Regions from separate parts of the Mus musculus genome. Here region 2 is linked to region 1. The links are chromatin contacts, called in public Hi-C maps. All regions are on one chromosome and are shown on one strand. The core of a region is the stretch at or near the end of the contact, and the rest is flanking DNA. Distances in the headings are between cores, read along the strand shown. Region 1 overlaps Prkn (parkin RBR E3 ubiquitin protein ligase). Region 2 overlaps Prkn (parkin RBR E3 ubiquitin protein ligase).

Evidence for each region. Hi-C and Micro-C count contacts between places; a contact is called where the count stands out from the background.
Region 2: a contact with region 1 is called in a Hi-C map of cortical neurons, with 3 times the contacts expected there. The contact joins two enhancer-like sites. A contact is called at or near these places in 1 of 39 promoter capture datasets (hippocampal neurons), 9 of 484 Hi-C or Micro-C datasets (cerebral cortex, cortical neurons, embryonic retina and 2 more), 1 of 115 datasets of contacts at active chromatin or transcription factors (neural progenitor cells) and 1 of 9 other capture datasets (liver).

The regions. Positions count from the first base shown.
Region 1 is chr17:11,856,474-11,862,301 of GRCm38.p6, reverse strand. All of the region lies in intron 9 of Prkn (parkin RBR E3 ubiquitin protein ligase), which reads right to left. Among named protein-coding and RNA genes, the nearest start is that of D17Ertd648e, 24 kb to the left of the region's middle. Within about 2 kb of position 3,356, at least 6 of the 459 cell types and tissues checked have an H3K27ac peak or open chromatin away from gene starts, as enhancers often do. A contact at or near this core is called in cortical neurons, where this site is marked.
Region 2 is chr17:11,970,750-11,976,141 of GRCm38.p6, reverse strand. All of the region lies in intron 9 of Prkn (parkin RBR E3 ubiquitin protein ligase), which reads right to left. Gm46604 (a long non-coding RNA gene) reads left to right here. Exons shown (of 6, transcript XR_001782243.2): 3 at 3,257-4,711. Among named protein-coding and RNA genes, the nearest start is that of Gm52293, 58 kb to the left of the region's middle. Within about 2 kb of position 3,286, at least 30 of the 459 cell types and tissues checked have an H3K27ac peak or open chromatin away from gene starts, as enhancers often do. A contact at or near this core is called in cortical neurons, where this site is marked.

The sequences.
Region 1 (5,828 bases), core at 2,107-4,606:
ACCATGAGCTGTAATTCAGCACACACAGTCAATTTATGAAAATGCATCTTATCTTCTAGAATTGATCTTAAACCTATTACATATGTCTATAACAGTTTTAGAATTAAAAGGATTTTTACTATAGAAATGGACTCTCAGAAATGCAATTGAGCCCTGAGCCAGGCCCAGTGACAAGCTTTCACGACTAGTAAAAATCTACCACCCATTAAAACAGCTTCTATTCACAGCACTCAGAAGCTATCACAGAGACTCACATCTGGTCATAGTTCTGAGAAGAAGTGACAATAGCATCCTCAACCCCAAATGGGATGTCTATAACATTAACACAATACACAGGCATCATGACTGATGAAGGCATGGGGAATTGGTAAAGGAGCAAGGTAGAGGAGCAAGGGGTTGGTTACAAGTGTCTTCTGGGTATGATGGGCATGGCGTACCCACGAACTCTTCATAACTGTGGTGGCTTGCACAAGACCCACAAGTCAAGACCCCAGCATGGATGGTAGAAAGGCTCTCTAGTTGAAGAGTTATAGGTTGTCAACAACTTTGAGAGCAGGGCAGATTTCTTCAGTGACAGGTCTTCCAATATACTGAGTATCCCCAAGTGGTCACCACCACATTCATATGGCCAATACTAATTAGATTCAATAGGCCTACACGTGCGCATACACGCACATACGTATGTATGTACATATGCACACAGACACACATGCATGCAACAATAAAACTATAGGATAACATAAATTAGAGAGGGGGGATGCAAGGGAGGCATGTGGAAAGGTGGGAAGAGCTGGCAGATATGATTAAAATGCATTGTATGCGTATGAAATGCTGAAGCAAGAGTACTAAAAATACATGTGAGACAAACATAGCATATGATTTGGAAGTCATTTATCCGTTCTCCACTAAGAGGAAAACACGTGGGCCTGCTGGCTTTGAGGCTGAGATCTCGAAAGCTCATTATAACCAGTGGTATGCTACTTAGCACTTTGCATAAAAAACCATGAAGGGAACGATTTGAATCCCAAGTTGTTTCGTGAAACACCTGTCTTGGAAAACACAGTGCACAAAAGACCCTTCCTGAGCTATGGAATGGAGAAGATGCACTCTGAGCATTCTACTGCTTCAGGAAACTGCACGCTCACATACTAGAAACTTCTAATCCTACAGAAAATAAAGTTCTCCGCTCCAGCTTACCTCATGCCTGCTACTCATACATCTATCTGTCACTTCATTCCCAGTCAAGAAAGAAAAGCAAAATGGAGTCACCTTGGTTCTGGGACGCTTAAGGTAGAACAGGAGTGCCTCTGCTGGAACAGGTTTCAGAAGGTGGGCCAGGCTGCCATTGATCTCTGTCCATATCCCAAGATGTCTTTGGGCTTCCAAGACACAGACCACCACCTCTGCCTTTAGGTGGTTCTGGTGCCTGACCCAAGATTTCATGAATGCTACAACTCCATCAAAGAAGAGCTTTGGAGTGAGGGCTAAGAGTTCCCAGAGACACTAACAGCAATGAACTGCGTGGTGTATCCCCTCCACCAAACACACCCAGAGGCTGAGGCTGGTTCCGGCCTGGAACATATCAAACAGTCTTACTGTAACCTAAACCAGTAACACCACCCAACGAATGATGCAGGGGCCTACTCCTCTCCTGGTTTAAACGTTAAATGCAGAGACCCCTTTTGCTCAGCCCGTTTTCGCCACATTGCATTCCTAGCAGGCTCCAAAGAAAAGTAACATTTTATTTGGTTTCCACCTGGCTGAATTAACTTTCAGTCTGCACTTGTACTGTAATCCTGCCCCTCATTTCCTCACCTCAGCCCCAAGAACCCATGTTGCACGGTCCTCGGTTTGCAAAATGTACCCTCACCCCCACCGCCATGTCCCTATATAGTTCAAATTGACTGCCTCCTGAGTGCTGGGATTTGATGCCCAGAGCACCAGGCCTGGCCTGCTCTGTACTCCTGTATTCCAGATTTCTCTTGTTATACACATTGCAGAGGTTAAAGTGTTTGGAGTCAAGCAGAGGACATTCCAGTGTTGCAATGGTACCTGCACTGTTCTTCAGCAGAACAAAATAGGCGCAAATATAACGCGCAATACAGCTGCTCCCTGCCCTGTGTGACTGCTCAGCACCCAGAATGGGGCTACTGTAAGGAACTGAACTGTTGGTTGTATTGAGTTTGGATGTAAGAAACAGCATATGTGCATGTTGAGCATCATGACCCTAGAGAGAGGTCAGAGCATCATCAAAGTAAAACCATAAATTCAGTAGTCTCTTCAGTGAGTGTATTCTGCACTGCTCTGTGCTCTCTGTTAGCTCATAGAGCGAGACCAGGGGTCTTTGGTCAGTTTGTGACTATGATGACTCCTCCCTAACACAGAGAGTTGGGGGCTTAACATTTTGAAAGGATAAAATTAGTTCATACTTGTGTTAGCCTTTTGATGCTGTGATGAAATGCATGATAAAGAAATGTACAACGGAAGAACAGTTTTTTTGTTTGTTTGGTTGTTGTTTGTTTGTTTAGGCTGACTGTGTTGGTGCTTTCCATCCATAGTCGCGTGACTATGTCGTACATCACTCCTGTGTGCTGAGTGGAGAAAAGCAGCTCACATCAGAGGGAAGAGGGTTGCCTAGGAACAAGCTATTATTCTCAAAGAGATAGCTCAAGGAACTTTCTTCCAGCTACTAGTCTCTACTTCCAATGCCCCCGTTTGACTATGACGTGGTTCCTTCCCTGCCACCCATCCTGCCCAGCTACCCCATCACCCTCGACAGCAACCCTAGCTGGGGACCATGCACAGGAGCATCTCAGAAGATAGTTCATATCCAAACAGACTAGTACTTCCCTTTATTTAAACAAAAACTGACTAGAGACAAGTAGGACGGCCAGATCTGTGCTGGATTGTAAAGCACACACTTCAAATTGCAGAACTATCTTTCGAGGAACATTTGTCAATTGACAAACACTTTGCAGAGAAACGGTATGCAGGAGCTTGCTTGTACATTTGTGAACGGCTTCTTTAATTAAAATAAATACTCTCCAAAGCTTTCTATCTTTGCACTCCAAGCTGTCTCACAGGCAGAAAGTCTAGCAAGACTTATTTCCAATCTGCAAATGAGCCAGTCTTGGAGTTGAAATTAGATTTTTGGACACATGTCAAATAAACAAGGAATGCATATTTTTTTGACATTTCCTAGCATTGATTTTTCTTTCATAAATGCTTTTTGATGAGAAACGCTTTATAGATTAAAAATTAACATATCAACCTTGGCATGGTTCTACCCGAGGCATGTTTGTAGGTTCAGTATGGCAGAGCCTAGAGCTTTTGTGTTCAATGGCATCTATTTAGTCATCCTGATGAATGCTCATCTTGTCTGGTGTCTCCTTGCATACATCATGGTGCGAGCCACATCCAAGTGGAGTCTAGATTTTAACTCCAGTTCTTTTTGAAAGAACCAACTCATTATAGCTGACAAAAAATATTTCATTATAATTTATGTATTTTCGTAAAAATAAACCAAGATCTCCTTAAAGAGCAGCAAAGGAAGCCAGGCATGGTGGCACACGCCAATGGTTCTGGAGAGGGCTTCCTTGGCTACCTATTGAGTTTAAGGCTAGCCTGGGGTACAGAAGAGCCTGCTGCACAATCCAAGCTGAAAACCAACCTCAGGAAGAACACAGAGAACCACCCCCCTCGCCCTCACATCAGCGAATGCCTGTTGCCTTTTCATTTCTAAATTCAGCGTATGGATAAAGGGCTCTGTGTCCTACCAGCTATTTTGAGTTTTAATTCAATCATAACTTAAATCTTTGCATCTTCACTGACTCCTCCCCTACACAAAGACTGAAGGTAAGGGTCAGACTCTCACTTCACTAAAATCCCCAATAAGATCAAAGTCACCGTACTTTTTTTTTTCCGCCCCCATGCAGCATGACCATACTCTGCCTGTGTCTGTGAATCTAGGTTTAATGCTGGGTTGACAACTTAGAGCTTGCGAGACTTTAAGACCCGTTCTGAGGAATGCAGTGCAGAGTAACAGCTTTGCCTTACAGGACTCAGGAGGGGCCTGTGTTGATGAGGGACTGAGGCACATGCCACAGTGTTGCCCTTTGACCCAGCTCCCTGCTACGCAGGCACTATCTGTTAAAGAAAGGGGGACAGTTGAGGGCCTAAAGAAATGCCTTCTCATTTCCTTAGCAAAATACAGAGGAAGAGTATTTAGAGGAGGAGTGATGGCTCAGTGGTTAACAGTCTTCCAGAGGACCCGGGTTCAATTCCCACTACCCACGGGATGGAGACAGTTGTCTGTAGCTCCAGTTCTCGGGGATTCCACACCCTCATCCAGACATACGTGCAGGTGAAACCCCAATGCACGTGAAATAAAAACACATTTATAAAAAATATGCTTTTAAAGGTCTCTTTATTTTGTTTGATTTCCTTTTGGCTGATACTAAATCATGACCCTGGGTTTCTAATTTAGAATGAAAAATTATTTACTCAAATTCAGTTATTATAAAAAAATGTCTCTTGGATATATTCCAGTCCAAGATAGCACCAAATAAGACAAATACGCTTGGTTTATCGGGGACAGAGGAGGTTTGACTCTCATACTTCCCTTCATTCCTGGTCAGTGACTATGGTGGTGTTTTGTATTTGGCTGCTATTTTCCAGTATTAAACATGTCATCATTTTGCATAGCAGGCATAAAAGTTAGTGAGGTAGTTCTGATGCATTGTGAGGAGGCTGCAGAAAGAACACTGCATCACAGACATTCCTCAGGAAATCAATTAATGCTTTTATGAGCCATAGTCCAAATATGATCAAAGGCTTAGCTCAGAATGGGAATCAGGTTATTTAATCCATATATATATGTGTGTGTGTGTGTGTGTGTGTGTGTGTGTCCTGGTGATATATAAATATTCTGTGCTCAGCAAAAACTAAAATTGCAGTGCTCCCAAGACTAAGAGAGTGCACCTCTTAAGAGTAAGAGAGTACTCCCAAGAGTAAGAGATTTCATATGCCAGCATGCACAAGCTCGCTACCTGGTGGCTGAGGGAGCCCTTGATAGGTACTTTCTGTAGTGGACTTTCTGTGCATCTCTACACAGACCATCAAATTGTAGGAGTGCTATTAAGACACCCTGTTATAAAAGTGTGTGAAGACACTTACTTTCTGACCACATCTTTGTGAAGCTAAGGAAGCAGTTCTAATACTGGGATAGATAAGTGGAAAGCAATTTTAGTTTATTTCTGATGCTTCTGCATTATTTGGGACACTCTGTCATCCATTTACTCCATGGAACCTCAACCGCATGACTTTACCGTGAAGAAGACTGTAGAATCGGGGCAGGAATATGGAGTGGGATAATCAGTACAAATTTCAACTCGAATCCTAGGAAGTGGTACCTTCTCTCAAATCATTGTTTACCTTAGCAATGAATCTGCCGTGACCACGACAGATCTGCCAGGCAGATGGACCTCGACTGTCACAGAAAACCTAATAGCATGTTAGAGAATGCTCACTGAGCCTTGGCATCTGGTGAGCTCAGAGAGAAAGGCAGAAAGGGTCAGGGGATCTCATTTTCCAATGGACATGAATATGTGTTTGAACAACAGGGTCCTATATACTAACCATCCTACAGGCAGGTCTCTGCTTCTGTCACACTCTCAGAGGGATGTTCCCTCATCGGATGCCCTGAAGCACAACTCTCAGCAAAGCCTTTGTTCGAGACTCCTGACCCTTAGAAGCTCTGGGACCTAATCCTGTCCTAAGAAATGAGGGAACGGAGGGCTATTTGTTACACAGCACTAGCTAATCATCAC
Region 2 (5,392 bases), core at 2,037-4,536, 110 kb before region 1:
AAAAGGCAGGTAATGCGAGCCTTCTGTTCAGCGGCGTTTTCGGTATTTCATGGCCACTTTACAGTGTGCCGATGAGCTTGATATATATATATATATATATATATATATATATATATATATATATTTTTTTTTTTTTAAATGTCTTCTTGGTTTCCCCTTCTCTGTGTATTTTTAATGGAAAAAAACCATTTTTCACTTGATGAAGCTCAAGACTCAACAGGCATAAAAGACAAATTACCCCTCCCCAGGTGAGGCCGATTTCTGCAGAGCAGGATACAGAGGGCAGCGTGGGGAGGTCTTTAGTCGGCAGTGTAGTGTGCACACGTGGGAAATTAGTGGGAAATCTGTTTCTTCTGACCTAAGGTTAGAAGGCCTTCCTTAGGCGGCCTTGGTGGTCTAACTATGGGACAAGAAGGGGCACAAACACCTTCACCCCAGAGCAGTCAGAATAGGGCTTTCCGAGTGTCTCCTCTGTGCTGGCGCTCTCTCCTGCAGCTCCAGAGCACTCAGTGAGAACCTTCGCCAGCCTCTGTGCCCCTGTCCCTTGTCATCTGTGTTCTGTGCACTCAGCCATGGCCAGGGCTTGACCCTACCAACCCTTAGCTAGGGAGGTCCTGGAGCTCTGCAGGCACACTGGCAAGTCCTGGCCTTGACCAGCTGTGTCCAGCTGTGCTCCAGCTGCTCTTGCACATGCTCACAGATTTCCTGCTGGGAACCCTTCCTTTTCCCTCTCAGTGTTCTCCTCCACCGAGGTCACATGGCGGTACTTAGGGGACCAGAAGAACTCCTTCATGTTTCCTTGGGTCATGGCCACTCTGCAATCACTTCCACACAAGAACAGTGGGACTGAGTGACTTCAGCTGACCGGTGGCCCAACAAAGTCTGAGACAGTCACTTCTCACCCTTCACAGCATGGTCTGCCGACCGCAGTCCATCATTACCCACCTGGCTTACTTACTGTCCTGTGGCCGTTCCTCCACTGTGAACACCAGAGGGCAGCAGTGTCTGGCTCTTTTGATCCCCAAAGCATTTCAAATGTGTTCTAGAACTGGTACCCGGTGCACAGATAGTACCCAGTAAGGATGGATTGGCTGAGCAGATGAGGTAAGGGATGCTGGAGAACCTAGGCAGCCTGACACATACAAACACAGCAAAGAACTGCTCTTTTTCTGTCTCCTCTCCACCCGGTCCACCGCTGCCTGCTCTCTCACAAAGATGAGCTTTTTACATTAGCTCATAATGATGACAAAGGCTTCCTGAGTCTAATGGACTGGAGCAAGAAGGAAGGTGGTCTCCTTGGGTACTCTCATTATCCCTCTGAGAGAGCAGAAGCATCCATGATCTGGCTGTGTCTATGAGTGAGGTTTTCAATGCTATGTATATTCTGATGGAGGTGTGCTGTCATGCTGACAGGCTCCAACCCCTCCTGCCGGGGCTCATCCTTTGAAGGTCTTGCCTGTCTACACGCACAGCATGTGTTGGATATATAGGGGGGGGGAGATGGATGGGATGTATGGCATTGGAAGCCATGTCTGTAGAAGAAGCAATGAGAAATGAGAGGGGAGAGGGAGAGGGAGAGGGAGGGAGAGAGAGGAGAGAGAGAGAGAGAGAGAGAGCTATGAGCCAGGGAACCAGTGGGGCCAGCAACTCTGCCTCCTCTCCTGAGCCTTGAACAGATTGTGTTTGCTGGTGCACAGTTTTGATGGCAACCAGGTCTTACTTGTTTGCCTATGAAAACCATCTGATGGCTTCATGACCACGTGTCCCCGATTCAATCTGTGACTCAAAGAATATGAACTGACCTTCTCATGTAATGCTGAGGATGGGATTTGTTCATAAGAGGAGGAAGAGAAAATGAAGCTGTGTTGTTCCCAGGAGCTGGGGGGGGTGGGGGGGGTGGGGGGGGGTTCCTTAGGCATAAGAAAGTTGAAGTCATTGGCCTTTGTGATTCCCAGGTATTGGAGACTTTATCTGTCAATCAAATGTTTCAACCACCTCTGGGTTTTAACAGCCAGACTCATTGGATGGAAAGTGTGTGTTGTGTTTTGTAAACTGGCAGTATAATAGGGCAGGAGGGAGCACCTCAGAGGGGCAGCTAAGGTGTTCCCCCGAGGGATCACCACCAGGCAACAGGCCTTGTACAAAAGGAGGTTTATTGGGGGGAATGGAGGGGCACCTGGAAAGAGGGAAAGGCAGAGCAACGAAGGGGGTAGAGAAGGACAGAGAGAGAAGAGAGAGGAAGGAAGGACAGAGAGAGGAAGAGGAGACAAGGCTGGCCAGGGACATGTGGGGAATTAGGAGAATAGAAGGTGGAGATAGAGAAGGGCACACACACATGAAGGGGGGGGCAGAGAGAGAGAAAGAGAGGGAGGGAAGAGGGAGTTGGAGTAGGTGAGCAGTCCTCCTTACACACCAGGTTGGCTTGCACCTGGCAGGCAGCTATGCAAGCTGTTGCTAGGTAGCTCTTGGGTGGAGCCTAGCAGAATTATCCCTAAGCCAACGGCGCAGGCTTTTGTAAATTAACAATGTGCAATAAATTCCCCGGGCACAGGGCCCTGGGTGAAGCTTAGCCAAGGACAGAGAGAAACTTGGCTTTTCTGCCCTCAATCTAGCTGCTGGGTTTGCCCCTGACCCACAGCAGTGTGACCTATCAGGGGTCTCAGAAACCCTGGGGACTGCAGCCACCTCTCATGGGATCCAGCCAACTTCATGGGCACCTGGCAGAGGGTAACAAGACGAGTATGTAGCCACCTGTATAGCTACTGCGTCTAGACCGGCTTATTCTCACTGAACAGCCGGGGGGCTGGTAGCTGTCCTGAGAAGACATCGGACAGATCCATGGAAATGCTTAAATCTCAAGGCTGCCGAAGCAGGGTGGGGGATTAACTTTGGAAATGTTGCTATGTAAATGGTTTAAATGAACAGTGCCTTTGGAGCAGCCTCTGCTGATCGATCTGTTTAACCAAAGGAGAGAAGAAAAATTGGTGACTGAAGCCAAAATTCTTACTTGGCACCAGCACAGAAGAACCTGCAACAGACAAGCCGGTTTGTCAGAAACCCCAGGGATTTCCGACTTACCTTTGTCCAGAAATGTCCTCTGCCTCTATCTACCTGTCTGTCTCTGTGTCGTTTTAGTTTTTTTTTTTTTTTTCAACTCTAGTGTTACCTCTTTCCTCTCTCAAACAGAAGCATTTGACATTATTTTGGGCGGTCATATAACAACTGAGAACAGTTGCTTTTTTTTTTTTTCCTACAGATACGTATTACTCTGATCTACCTATAGATGTCACTGTTCATTTATGACAAATCATCCCCGGAGCTCAGGCAATTACCTCGGCTAAAATAACAAGCGTGTTTTCTGGAAATAAAATAACCAGCAAGTACCGAGAGAGAGGCATTTTCTCTCGCAGGTGTCTCCAAATCAAAGCTGAGGTGCGAACAACAATTCACTCTTTCTCCAGGCCTCCCACACAGTGTTTGCTTCCAGAACTTCAGCACCGCAGTGAGAGCTAGCTCTTCCTGGCCTGGCAGTCCCTCAGCCCTAACTGCCTGACCCCATAAGCATTTCCTACTTGTTTTAGCTTGTGAAGGACGCTGGCGTTCTGAGAGACAGGAAGTAGAGTTATACTGTATTTCAATATAAACAAAAAATTCTGCTACCCATTGCTGCCTACCGAGAACACATATACCATGGATGTTGAAATGGATGGAATGTTTCAGTAAGTCTCTAATAATAAGGGAATGTAAGCACAGCATTTATACAACAGACAGAGACTTGTATATTCACCCAGTGACTCATGCATGATAATGGTTGTTAGTGCTGTTATTTAGATAACCAAATAATTGGGCTCCTTTATGGAGGATGATATGTTAGACATAGTCTATCCTTATCCATACATTATCTTACTTGGGTAAATGGTTTAAATGGAATTATACCATATGGAGTGATAACCCCTCTCCCCCATCCCCATTCCATAAACTATCTGATGGAAATGAGAATGAGAGACGATGAAAACCTCCCTTTCAGTAGCTGCTGAGGGCGACCCAAGAGGCCTCCCAAATGGTACAGGTTATTGCTGTCACCCATGGTTGCCTCCTGGAACTTGAAGGTAAGAGCCTGGTGGTGAAGACACTACACACTTTGGATACGGAACTCAGAGGGGCTGAGCTGGTTCTGACCTGGTAGAATACCCCATCCCTGAAGGCTGCCTTTTATAGTATTGCACGGTGCAAGTTGCCAAGGAGGAGGAACAGCCAGTAGTCCTACCCAGACGTGAAGTCTAAGAAGCATGTCGATGACTAGTGGGGCACTTGATATGTTATGGTGTAATCATGGCACGTACACCACAGGGTTAACCAATGGCTATCTCCGTGGATTTAAGGCCTGCACAATAGGCTCACTAAGACCTGTTCATGCCTGTAAAATCTAGCCAACTACCCACAGCCAGAGAGGTTGTATATTTGAGAAGAGAACCCATGCTGGCATTTTCCTAAATCAATATATCTTCTTACGGTGTCCTAAATTCTTACCATTGTACCCTTCATTGAACAAGCTTCTTTTGCAGAGCGTGGAAATGACTACAGAGATTCACTACTGCTCAAGATGCAGAGAACGGGTAACTGTGGTGTGCCCAGTGCCCACTGGTGTATCTCCAACCAACCCCTACACCCAAGGCTCAGGGAAGATCTATATAGAGGAGGGAGAAGGAAGGTAAGAGCCAGAGGATTTGGAGTTTTTTTTTTTTTTTGTTTGTTTTTTGAGATAGCATCTTATTTGTTTATTTATTTTATGTATGTAAGTACACTGTAGCTCTCTTCAGACACACCAGAAGAGGGCATTGGATCCCACTATAGATGGTTGTGAGCCACCCTGTGGTTGCTGGGACTGAACTCAGGACCTCTGGAAGAGCAGTCAGTGCTTTTAACCACCAAATCACCACTCCAGCCTGATAGCATTTTTTTATATGATAATAAGCTGCAAGGATGAAATGCCTAAACCAGATCTGCATAATGACCCCAGCAGCCAACATGCCAATGGGAGTGGGGAAATTACACAAGGTCCCATCCTTAGATGAAAAAAACTGTGGCCGCCAATGGCTGCTGAGGAAGAGAGAATCAGTTTCCTTCAGGGACTTTGCCCTCTGATAGATTTTCCAGTCCCAAGTGGTCAGCAGCAAACCCTTGTACATAAGAGTAACATTAGGTGAATTTAGAGGAACACCACAAACACACACACACACCACCACCACCACCACCACCACCACCACCACCACCACCACCACCAATAATTATAGAAGATGAAGCTATCAATTCAAGAGAAAGTGGGATGGGACAGGGAAGAAATTGGAGTAAAAGAAAGGTAGAAATGTTGTAAACATATTATACTCATGAC